2 separate regions of the Capsicum annuum genome follow, and region 1 is linked to region 2. Evidence: chromatin contacts called from public Hi-C data. All regions are on one chromosome and are shown on one strand. The core of a region is the stretch at or near the end of the contact, and the rest is flanking DNA. Distances in the headings are between cores, read along the strand shown.

Evidence for each region. Hi-C and Micro-C count contacts between places; a contact is called where the count stands out from the background.
Region 1: a contact with region 2 is called in a Hi-C map of leaf, with 2.2 times the contacts expected there. The contact joins the promoter of LOC107873998 here to the enhancer-like site in region 2. A contact is called at or near these places in 3 of 5 Hi-C or Micro-C datasets (bud, leaf and placenta).

What each region holds. Positions count from the first base shown.
Region 1 is chr1:44,777,782-44,782,840 of UCD10Xv1.1, reverse strand. It overlaps LOC107873998, which reads left to right and starts at 3,375. Exons shown (of 2, transcript XM_047396430.1): 1 at 3,375-3,573.
Region 2 is chr1:44,688,095-44,693,016 of UCD10Xv1.1, reverse strand. No RefSeq gene overlaps it. Among protein-coding and RNA genes, the nearest start is that of LOC107873982, 15 kb to the left of the region's middle. Within about 2 kb of position 1,651, at least 2 of the 5 cell types and tissues checked have an H3K27ac peak or open chromatin away from gene starts, as enhancers often do. A contact at or near this core is called in leaf, where this site is marked.

The DNA of each region.
Region 1 (5,059 bases), core at 2,126-4,625, 88 kb before region 2:
GAATTCACGGAGTGTCCTTAAGGAAATAATTCTCCTCAAGTACCCGAGGTTGTGGAATTTTCCTCCCAGGATAAAATGGCCAAACAAACCAACTGTAGCGGTGCCTCAAACAATTGAAATCTCTTCGAATTCACTCAACGATTTGATTGATCACATGGAATGTTTTGAAGACAAGAAGAGTTTGTATATTCAGAAAATTTTTCATACCTAAACCTGTGGATAAATGCAGGTTTATATAACCATCAAGTGTCCCTTTTCAAAGGTGGCAATGGTTTATCTGAAAAGGTGTATCCTTTTGGAAGAGTCATGTCTGTTCATTCAAAACATTGTGTCTTTTTTCTGAACAGACACAACTATCTGAATAGTCACTCCTTTCTCAAAACAATATGTCTTTTCCTCAAAGGCTGTGTCCCTTCATTTTCCATTCACACTTTTTTCATACATATTGAACCCAACAGGCATTAGGTAGCCTTTGTGGTAGTAATGTTTAAAATATAGCCACTTTAAAGAGTTATTCAAAGTTTAATCACATCTCCTCTTCTTTCTTCACACATATACTTATATGGTTTAAATACATAACTTTTTGATGTGTTTCTGAATTATTCGTGCGTCGATTGTAATAGATAAAATAAGTATATAAATCAACTTTGAAAAGCTAAACCAATTGTTTGAGAACCTTCGAGTCTGAAGCTAGACTTGAAGGTTTGTAGTATTGTAATTAAACTTTAGCAACACATCTCTAAATTAAATTTGATGCGGCTATAATTTAAATACTTTGTAACTTTAACTATTCTTTAAATGAAGTCATATAAATGATGAATTGTAAGAATGATCCGGTAAGAATGACCCTGAAGGTGACCAATCTTGAACTTTTGACCTTGCTCACCTCAAGAGAAAATTTAAATTATAGCAAGTTTTGATTTTTAACGTTAAAGTTTTTTTTATAGGAGAAAGTGAAAGCTAAAAATTTAAGATCATCCATTTTCAAGATTATTTGATGTGATTCTTAACAAATGGCTATTTGTGCAATTGCTCATTACAAGAATTTGAACAAGGACCAAAAAATAGATAAACAACCAGTATTTTCTTTCTTTAGTCATTCTATACACAAATTAATTTCACGAGACCGTGCTAAGATGAAACACAAATTTAAAATGTAATAATAAATATTTTAATTAAAATAATATAATATATATTATAGTTTGTTAATAAAATAATTAATACAACCTCTTGGCATATTAGACATGCCTTTATAAGCACATTAGAAGTCACTACAGAAGCTAAATTATTGAAGGTTTAAGAATAAAAGTTATACTAAGATATGACACTCCAATTCTAAGAGAAATTTTAGCTTCAAAATTTGTTTAAATTTTGTCACACATCATTTTTTAATTTTAATTTAACTAGTTTTTAAAATTAAATTAGGCTAGATTAATTTAAAAATTAAATATTTAAAAACTATACGAAAATATTATTAAAAACTAAAATTCTCTTATGAATATAATTATTTGAAAAAGGAATTGCGATTAAAGTGTATAGAAGCCCTCAATGAAACGTAACAAATATTTTAGGTTAAAAAATGTAATAAGAATTAAAAAGAGATTCATATATAGTTGCTATGTCATCAATTAGGCCAATTAGAAAGGCCCGTGTCAACTATAACATCAACATGGGCCAATTAGAAAGGCCCATATGAAAATTCTTAAGAAAGGAAATGATGACAAACTACAAGCCATAATAGACCGTCCCGTTTGGTCACGAAAATCATAATTTTTTGGAGTTGGAGTTGAAGTTAAAATTGAAGTTGGAGTTGGAGTTGTGTTTGACCATGAATATAAATTAAAGTTGTTTTTGAAACTTTGTGAGAAAAGTATGTGTGAAAAAGGTGAAAATAAGTAAAACTTGTTTTCATTTTTCCAAATATAATTTTGAAGTTGTATTTGGAATTCTCGTGGCCAAACACATACCGTTTTCACTTTTTCAAATACAATTTCAAAATTATATTTGGAATTCTCATGTCCAAACACATCCTATTTTTGAATAAAAGTAAAAAAATTTCATGGCCAAACGACTAATTGAATAAAAAACACACTTACCAACTTTTGAAATTTCAAATTATGGGCTTGTAAGCACTACAAAACTCCAACATGCATATATCCCACTACAAAACTCTCACATGTTGTATTTGAATGAATGTGATGTATTCATATAAAATTAAGTGATCTATTTGAAAAAGATGCGATGTATTTGTATATCTAAATCAGAGATTTAACAAAAAAAATGAGATAGGGAGTAATCGACTCCAAAATGATTGAAATTTACGTAACTTTTACTAATACATAAACATTAGTACATTACTCTTCACTTAGCCTCAAATCACATCTATGTCAATGGCGGAGTCCCCTTTACTCCAGGGTTTCATCCGAACCTCCTTTGACAGAAAATTATACTAGTTTTATACTATTTTTATATGGTTAAAATATTTTTTAGCAAGGTTGAACCCCGTTCGACTAATTCGTATATATACTTCTGAACCCCTCAATGAAAATTCTGACTCCGCCACTTATCTATGCTATCTAACTTCGAGTGTGCACAAGTAGACACTTAAACTTGTATAAAGTTGAATAAATAGACACACACGTACTACGTATCAAGATACATATAGAATGTCATGTAGGAGAAAAATTAACCACGTAGAACGCCGTATGTGCACATCCAAAGTTGGAGATCATAATTTGTATTTTTATAAAAAATTCTTTGAAAGCAATGGAGGGAACGGCCATTGAAACAGTTAAGGCTTTTGGCCTGCCAAAAATTAATAAACAAAGAAATATAACTTCAGCTAAACAAAACCTTATTATATACTTTAATCCATATTCAAAGACAAACATTCCCATCATAGTAGGTGTAGTACAAATAGCTAATATTGTTGTATCAAATTGCGGTTAGTTGAACACTCTTCGTTGCATGTAAAAAATTATATTTCCTTCGTTTAAAAAAGAATGACCCTTTTTTTTTTTTTTTGATAATACTTTAATTTCAACTTTCCGCATGACATGTTTAGGACCACAAGATTAAAGGGTATTTTAGTACCTTTGACATAACTTTAATTTAAGGCTAAAATTCAAAAGTCTTTATTATATTCTTAAACTTTGTGCCAAATCAAAGTAAGTCATTCATTTTAAATGGAGGAAATACTAAATATATAGTTTAAAAAGTAATTTTACGTACGTATATATATTAAATGTTGAATATCATTAACGAAATTTCTAACTTCATGACTTTGGAGACAAGTGATTTTAACTAGCATATTGTACTTGACAGCTTCTATTTGTCTTTTCTCTTTTCCCTCCTTTCTTGCATTTGCTGCCTAGTGTAACCTTTAGCATAATTTTATTCATCTGTTTATTATTAATGCAATGGCCTTTGAGTTTTTCTTTCATCAATATCTTAGTTTTTATTTGTTTACAATCAAGAAAATTAAAGAAAATAAGTGATTCTTGGTGGGCGTTTGTGTGTTTTTCTTGTTTGGTTTTATGAGGTGTCTTGATGGAACATAAAAAAGGTTGAAAGGTACTTCCTTTTTCTTAGTTGTTGTTGAAGGTTTTGCTCATGTTTATGTTTATAATTGTGTTCTTGATGGGGTTTATGTGTTTTAGTTGTTTGGTTTATGGGGTGGAAGATTAAACAACCTGAAAGGTACTTCCTTTTTTTGAGGTTTTGATCATATTTGTGTTTCTTGATTGTGTTCTTGGTGGGTTTTATGTGTTTTTCTTGTTTGGTTTGTGGTGTAGAAGATAAAACAAGTTGAAAGGTACTTCCTTTTTTAAGGTTTTGATCATACTTAGTGTTTCTTGATTATGTCCTTGGAGGGTATGTTGCTTAATTGAAGTCTTCTTTTCTTTTGATAATTGTGGTGGCCGGTTCAACTTGCGTGCCCCTTGACTAATTTCATGGGACAAATGCTACCTCCCACCAACATAGTTACTGGGTAATTATGTCCATCAAGGCTTTGGCAAATTGTGAAGAAATCACTTGATGTTTTTGTTTCCGTTGGAGAATTGAACTTCAGACCGTGTGGTTCTCAACCACTTCATTGACCACTAAACCACACTCTTGAGTTGCATAGTTGGAGTGTTGACTTAGGATTATTGGGTTTTGGTTAGAAGATAGATGAAATCGCTATTTTAAAAGTTTTCCCTATCCTAAACAAGCTCAAAGTTACTTCCGTTTTCGAAGGTATTCTTTAAGATATTCTCATATTTGTGTTTCTTGATTATGTCCTTTTTGTTCTTGGAGGGTCACCGCTAAGCTACATCCCTCAGATGCGCTAAGGTTGTTCAAACTTTTATATTTAACCAAATATAATAGAATTTTACTTACACACGCGGTATAATTTTCCGACAAGGTCAGGCCTTAGTACAAGGTGGCTCTGCCCCCAAGTCCATCTATTAAGATCAAAGAAATAATTGGTTCTCGATGAGTTCACCTGACCACCCTTAGTACAAGGTGGCTCCGCTCCCAAGTTCATCTATAAAGATCAAAGAAATAATTGGTTCTCGATGAGGTGTTATGTGTCTTTTCTTTTAGGGATAAGGTATGCGTACACATTATCCTCCCCAGACACCGTTATGAGACTACACTGGGTTTGTTGTTGTTGTTGTTGTTGTTTTGATAGAAGATAAAACAAACTAAAAAGGTACTGCTTTTTTCGTATTTCTTGTTTATGGTGAGAGGCAAATCAGGATTTGAAGTTTTTGGGTTCCTACAACAACCTTAAGTTAATATACAATAATAATTGAGTTCACACTAAAGTATTTTTTTTAGTTATACATATATAGAGTTCGTGCTAAAGCTACTAAGACGTGAACCCATAAATAGTACTGTAGATCCGCCTTTGTTTATGGTTTGCTCATGTTTATGTTTCTTGAGCACTTCCTTTTTTGTACTTGATTTAGTAGGCTGCATAATTAGCCTATTTGCTTTGGAAAGTTGTTTTTTTTTTTTTTAAATTAGAAGAACAATAAAGTTGAGATAGGCTGAACTATCTCTTTTCATG
Region 2 (4,922 bases), core at 402-2,901:
GGGTTGCGTAGAAGTACCTATGCTATCCGTACAAAGAAGGGGGTGCTCAGTTTAGGAGAATTAAAGACACGTGCAAAGCACTGGCAGCAAAGGCGTGGTGGAACCTTAGAACTGGGAACACATTATGGAAGGAGTTTATGCTACCCACGGTAACAAAATGGTATCCTGGTCAATCACTTCACTGGAGGGATATGTCACGAGTCATAGAAAAATTAGAGGAGAACATGGTGTGGAAACCAGGTGATGGAAAATTATCCTTTTGGTATCATAACTGGACAGGAGAGGTTCCTTTGATAAGATATATGGAGGATGGCACAAAACCCAAGGAAATTTCACTGGCATCAGTATATAGAGGAGGAGAATGACACCTAGAGGCATTGGATTTTGACATCCCTGAACTAGCGCAAAATAAGGTGATGAAACAAATTGTAAAGCTCAATAATGAGAAACGCGATAGGGCGATATGGAAGGTTACGACAAAAAGCAACTTCACAGTCTCCTCAATGTGGGCGATATTGCGTCAAAAGAGAGATCCGTCTGAATTTTACTCTCATCTATGGTATAAAATGATACCTTTCAAGATGGTCTTTGCTACTTGGAGAGCAGTCCATAATAGACTGCCAACGGATGAAAAAGTTTGCAAATTTGGAATAAATGTGGACCCATCATGTTACTGTTGTACACCTCCGACCCAAATTACAGAAGATGTTGAGCATATTTTTAGACAAGGAACTCTTGTCCAAGAAATCTGGAAAAAATTTGCTGGATTGGTGGGAGTTAGTTTAGCGGGTCTTCACCTTAGTCAAATCCCATAAAGTGGTGGAAGTGTAAATCAGTCAACCCGGTTGCTGCTTTTATAGTCAAAGTCCTTTCCGATCTTATCACGTGGGAGTTGTGGAGGTCGAGAAATACTGCTCAATATCGTATGGAGAAAGCTTTTGCACACAGGTGAGAGAATTTTATCCTAAAAAATCTTTTTGACCTGATAGGCGAGAAATTTGAGGAATTTTGCATCACACGAACGTGGGTACAACTACAACATCTAGTGGATAGAAAAATGAACATAAGAACACACAAAGTGGTGAGGTGGAACAAGCCTCCAAGGGGACGGAAGTTGTCAGGGTGGAATTGTGTGGAGTGGGTGGGATTATAAGAGATGCTGTAGGCAACATAAAGATAGCATTTTCGATATATTTAGGCCAGGGTACTAGCAATTGGGCTGAATGCCAAGCGATGCAAATTGGGTTGCAGTTGAGCAGAGTATATAATACAAACGTACAGGTAGTTGAAGCAGATTCTCAACTACTTACAATGCGTTAAAGGAGAAAGTACAGTACCATGGAGACTAATGCAAGCGGTCGAGGAAATTAGAAAATGGATGGAGTTGGAGAAATTTCAAGTTCAGCACTGCTATCGCGAAGGAAACAGAGTTGCAGACAAATTAGCGGCATACAGTCACGCCCATAAAAGAAAGCTCATATTCACTACTTTTGTGAATCTTCCAAAGGAATGTAGGGGTCTAGCAAGATTAGATAAATTGGAAATGGTATCATTTTGAATCAAACAATTGAAAGATAGGGAAATTTGTTTCAACCCTCCCTAGTAGCCCATCTGGATTAGGAGATCCCGTAGTGACTGGCTTTTAATAAAGAGGTTGGCCTGTCGACCTCTCAAAGCAGATGAGTAGGACTCCAAGCCTACTCAATAGTGTACTTTGTTTCTTTATAAATGGAAAATACCACGAATTATTTTTTTTAAAAAAAATAATGGTTTAATTCGAATTATTTCAAATAAAATTGGTCAATTAATCATTCTACTCAGTACGAAACACTTAATTGATCATGTAATTACTACGAGATTGATTGAAATCGTAATTGAACTTACTAATTCATCTTTAATTTTAGTTAAATCAAAATAGTTATTTCTAGTGATGACTTAGTTTGAATCATTTCAAATAAAATTCGTCAATTGATCACTCTACTCAGGACGAACATATTTAGTTGATCGTGTAATTACCATGAGATTAATTAAAACTGTAATTGAGCTTATTAATTAATTCATATTTTATTTTAGTAATCAATTTAGTTATTACTAATAATGACTTAATTTGAATCAATAGATTACTTATACAAGAACAACAAGGGAAACACAAAACAACTCCAAAACAGTCTGCAAATCTTAAGGATCCGAGGACCTTTTTGGAAACCACTCTCGGATTCACTACCAACAACAAGAATACAAGATATAATTGTGTGTTTTAACACCAAAACAACAACAAGAACAAGAATAAAATGAACTCAAGATGATAAACAAGAAGACACAATATTCGGATTTAACAATAACAACAAGAACATAAGATTATAACACAAACAATAAACAAGATTACAAGAAGGTAAAATGATAGATAGATAGATAGACCACATAAAGGCATAATCTTAAGAACCCAAGAATGGACAATCTTGGACCCTTAACATTACACACAACAATAAACCAATCTCTTACAAAAATACAAGTTCGGATTCCACCTCCCAAGCATCAATGTTTCCAAGCAATTTACAATCACTAGTGATTCCACACTAAATCTTATCCTAGTTTCGGTTGGTGGGTTTTCCAAGCCCTAGCTATGGTGTTTCAAGTCTTACAAGACTTACAAATATCATCCAAAAACTACTAATGGAAGCCCCAACATGTTACTTATACAGTTATTACAAAATGAAAGCTAAAAATGACCAAAAGGCCCTTAAGTGATGGGCTCCCATCAAGTGTAGCCCAAGTGTAGTGTTTGGACTGTTTTGGGTGCATAATTAGGTCCTCTTTGGCTCTTCAATTAAACACACCAAGTCTCGGATCCAACACACACTCTCATAAATCCATATCCGGGATTATTCTTGTATCAATTACTAACACGTTACAACAGATGAGTAATCTGTTAGAAATGACCATACAAATAAAAACATTTATTAAAAATGACCAAACAGATATAGACATCTGTTGCAACAGATGACTCACTTGTTGCAACAACTAATTCATCTATTGAACATTATCAAACAAATATAGACATCTGTTACAACAAATGACTAAGTTGTTGCAACATATGACTCATTTGTTGGAAATTATTAAATAGACAAAATATGTGTTGAAAAATAATTTAAAACAGTAAAGATCAAACGTTTTTTAGGAGAACTCAAACGTTTTTTCCCTTGTCTAATGTCTTGTCTTCAATTTTAATTAATTTAATTTAATTATTATTAATAATTACTTAATTTGAATCAACAAATGACTAACCTGTTATAAGCATTTGTTGCAACAAATGACTAACTTGTTGCAACAAATAGGTTATCTGTTGGACAATAATTAAAATACTAGGGAACTCAAACATTTTTAGGAGAACTCAAATGTTTGTCCCGTTGTCTTAAAGCCTTGTCTTTAATTTTAGATAAATCAATTTAGTTATTACTAATAATTGTTTAATTTGAATCAACAGATAACTAACATGTTGGAACAGATGATTCATCTGTTGAAAATTATCAAACAGATCGAAAATCTGTTATAACAGATGGATCATCCATTAGAAAGCAATTAAAATACTAGGGAACTTAAAACGTTTTTAGGAGAACTCAAACGTTTGTCCTCTTGATCCTTTTGAATCTGATGTATGATATACTATTTTTGTCTTCTTTACCCGTTTCATGAAATTTTTCATGTGCTTCACTTATTCATTGTGCCTCTGTTGAAATTTTTAAAATTTTTTTTAGGTCAAATTTTGTTTGTATATCAGTTGGACATTACTTCATAGGTAATTTTGTAAGTATAATTATGATTTTTATTGAATTTTTTATTTGGTATAGCTGCTACCACTACAATGGATAGAACCTGCAACATGAATCCAACATATGAGTCATTTGTTGCAACAAGTGAGTAATATGTTGCAACATATGACTAATCTGTTGCAACAGATGACCCATATGTTGGATTCATGTTACAACACTATAATACGAATCCAGCAGATGAGTAATCTGTTGCAACAGATTAGTCCTATATGTTGCAACAGATTACTCATTTGTTGCAATAGATTAGTCATATATGTTTCAACATATTACTCATCTGTTGCAACAGATTAGTCATATGTGTTGCAATAGATTACTCATACGTGCAACGGATTAGTCATATATGTTGCAATATATTATCTATCTGTTGCAACAGATTAGTCATATATGTTGTGATAGATTATTCATCTGTTGGATTCACGTTACATGTTTTATCTATTATTGAAAAAATAGCAGTAGCAGATACACCCAGATGAGAAATTCAACTAAAAATTATAATTTTACTTACTAAAATCACCTATAAGTAATGCCCAAGTGATATACGAATAAAATTTGACCTAAAAAAATTTGATCAAGTAGTAACAGTAGCGGTAAACTTTCGAAGGACACATTTAGGTTGTTTGATTTTTATTGCGATCCTTTGTGTTGTCAAGAATAATTTATGTTTTGGTTTAAAAATTAATTCAGAGTTTTTTTACATTTTAGGAAGTTTGACTGCACTTTATGGTTAGATATCGCAAGAAATGGCATGTTATTTTCTAAATTAAGAAGTGAATAGAATAATAAATAGAATTTTATATTTTGGATTGACAAAAGATACTTATATATCTAGAGGTAAAAATATAATTATAATAATTCTTAATGGGTTAATGGTTTGCCCGATAAGAAAATTGAGTAATCTGTTCCCGCACCAATAAGCCACTAATTATAAAAAATGTATCCATTCTTCAACCATTAATTCGATAACACATTACCAATTAGCCAATAAACTAATTTTGCGGTTGGGTTAACGGTTACGGTTTGGTTTTGAATAGCCTTAATGAGAACTAGGGCTGCTTATCGGTTGGATAATTATGCTTAGCGGTTCGGCTTATT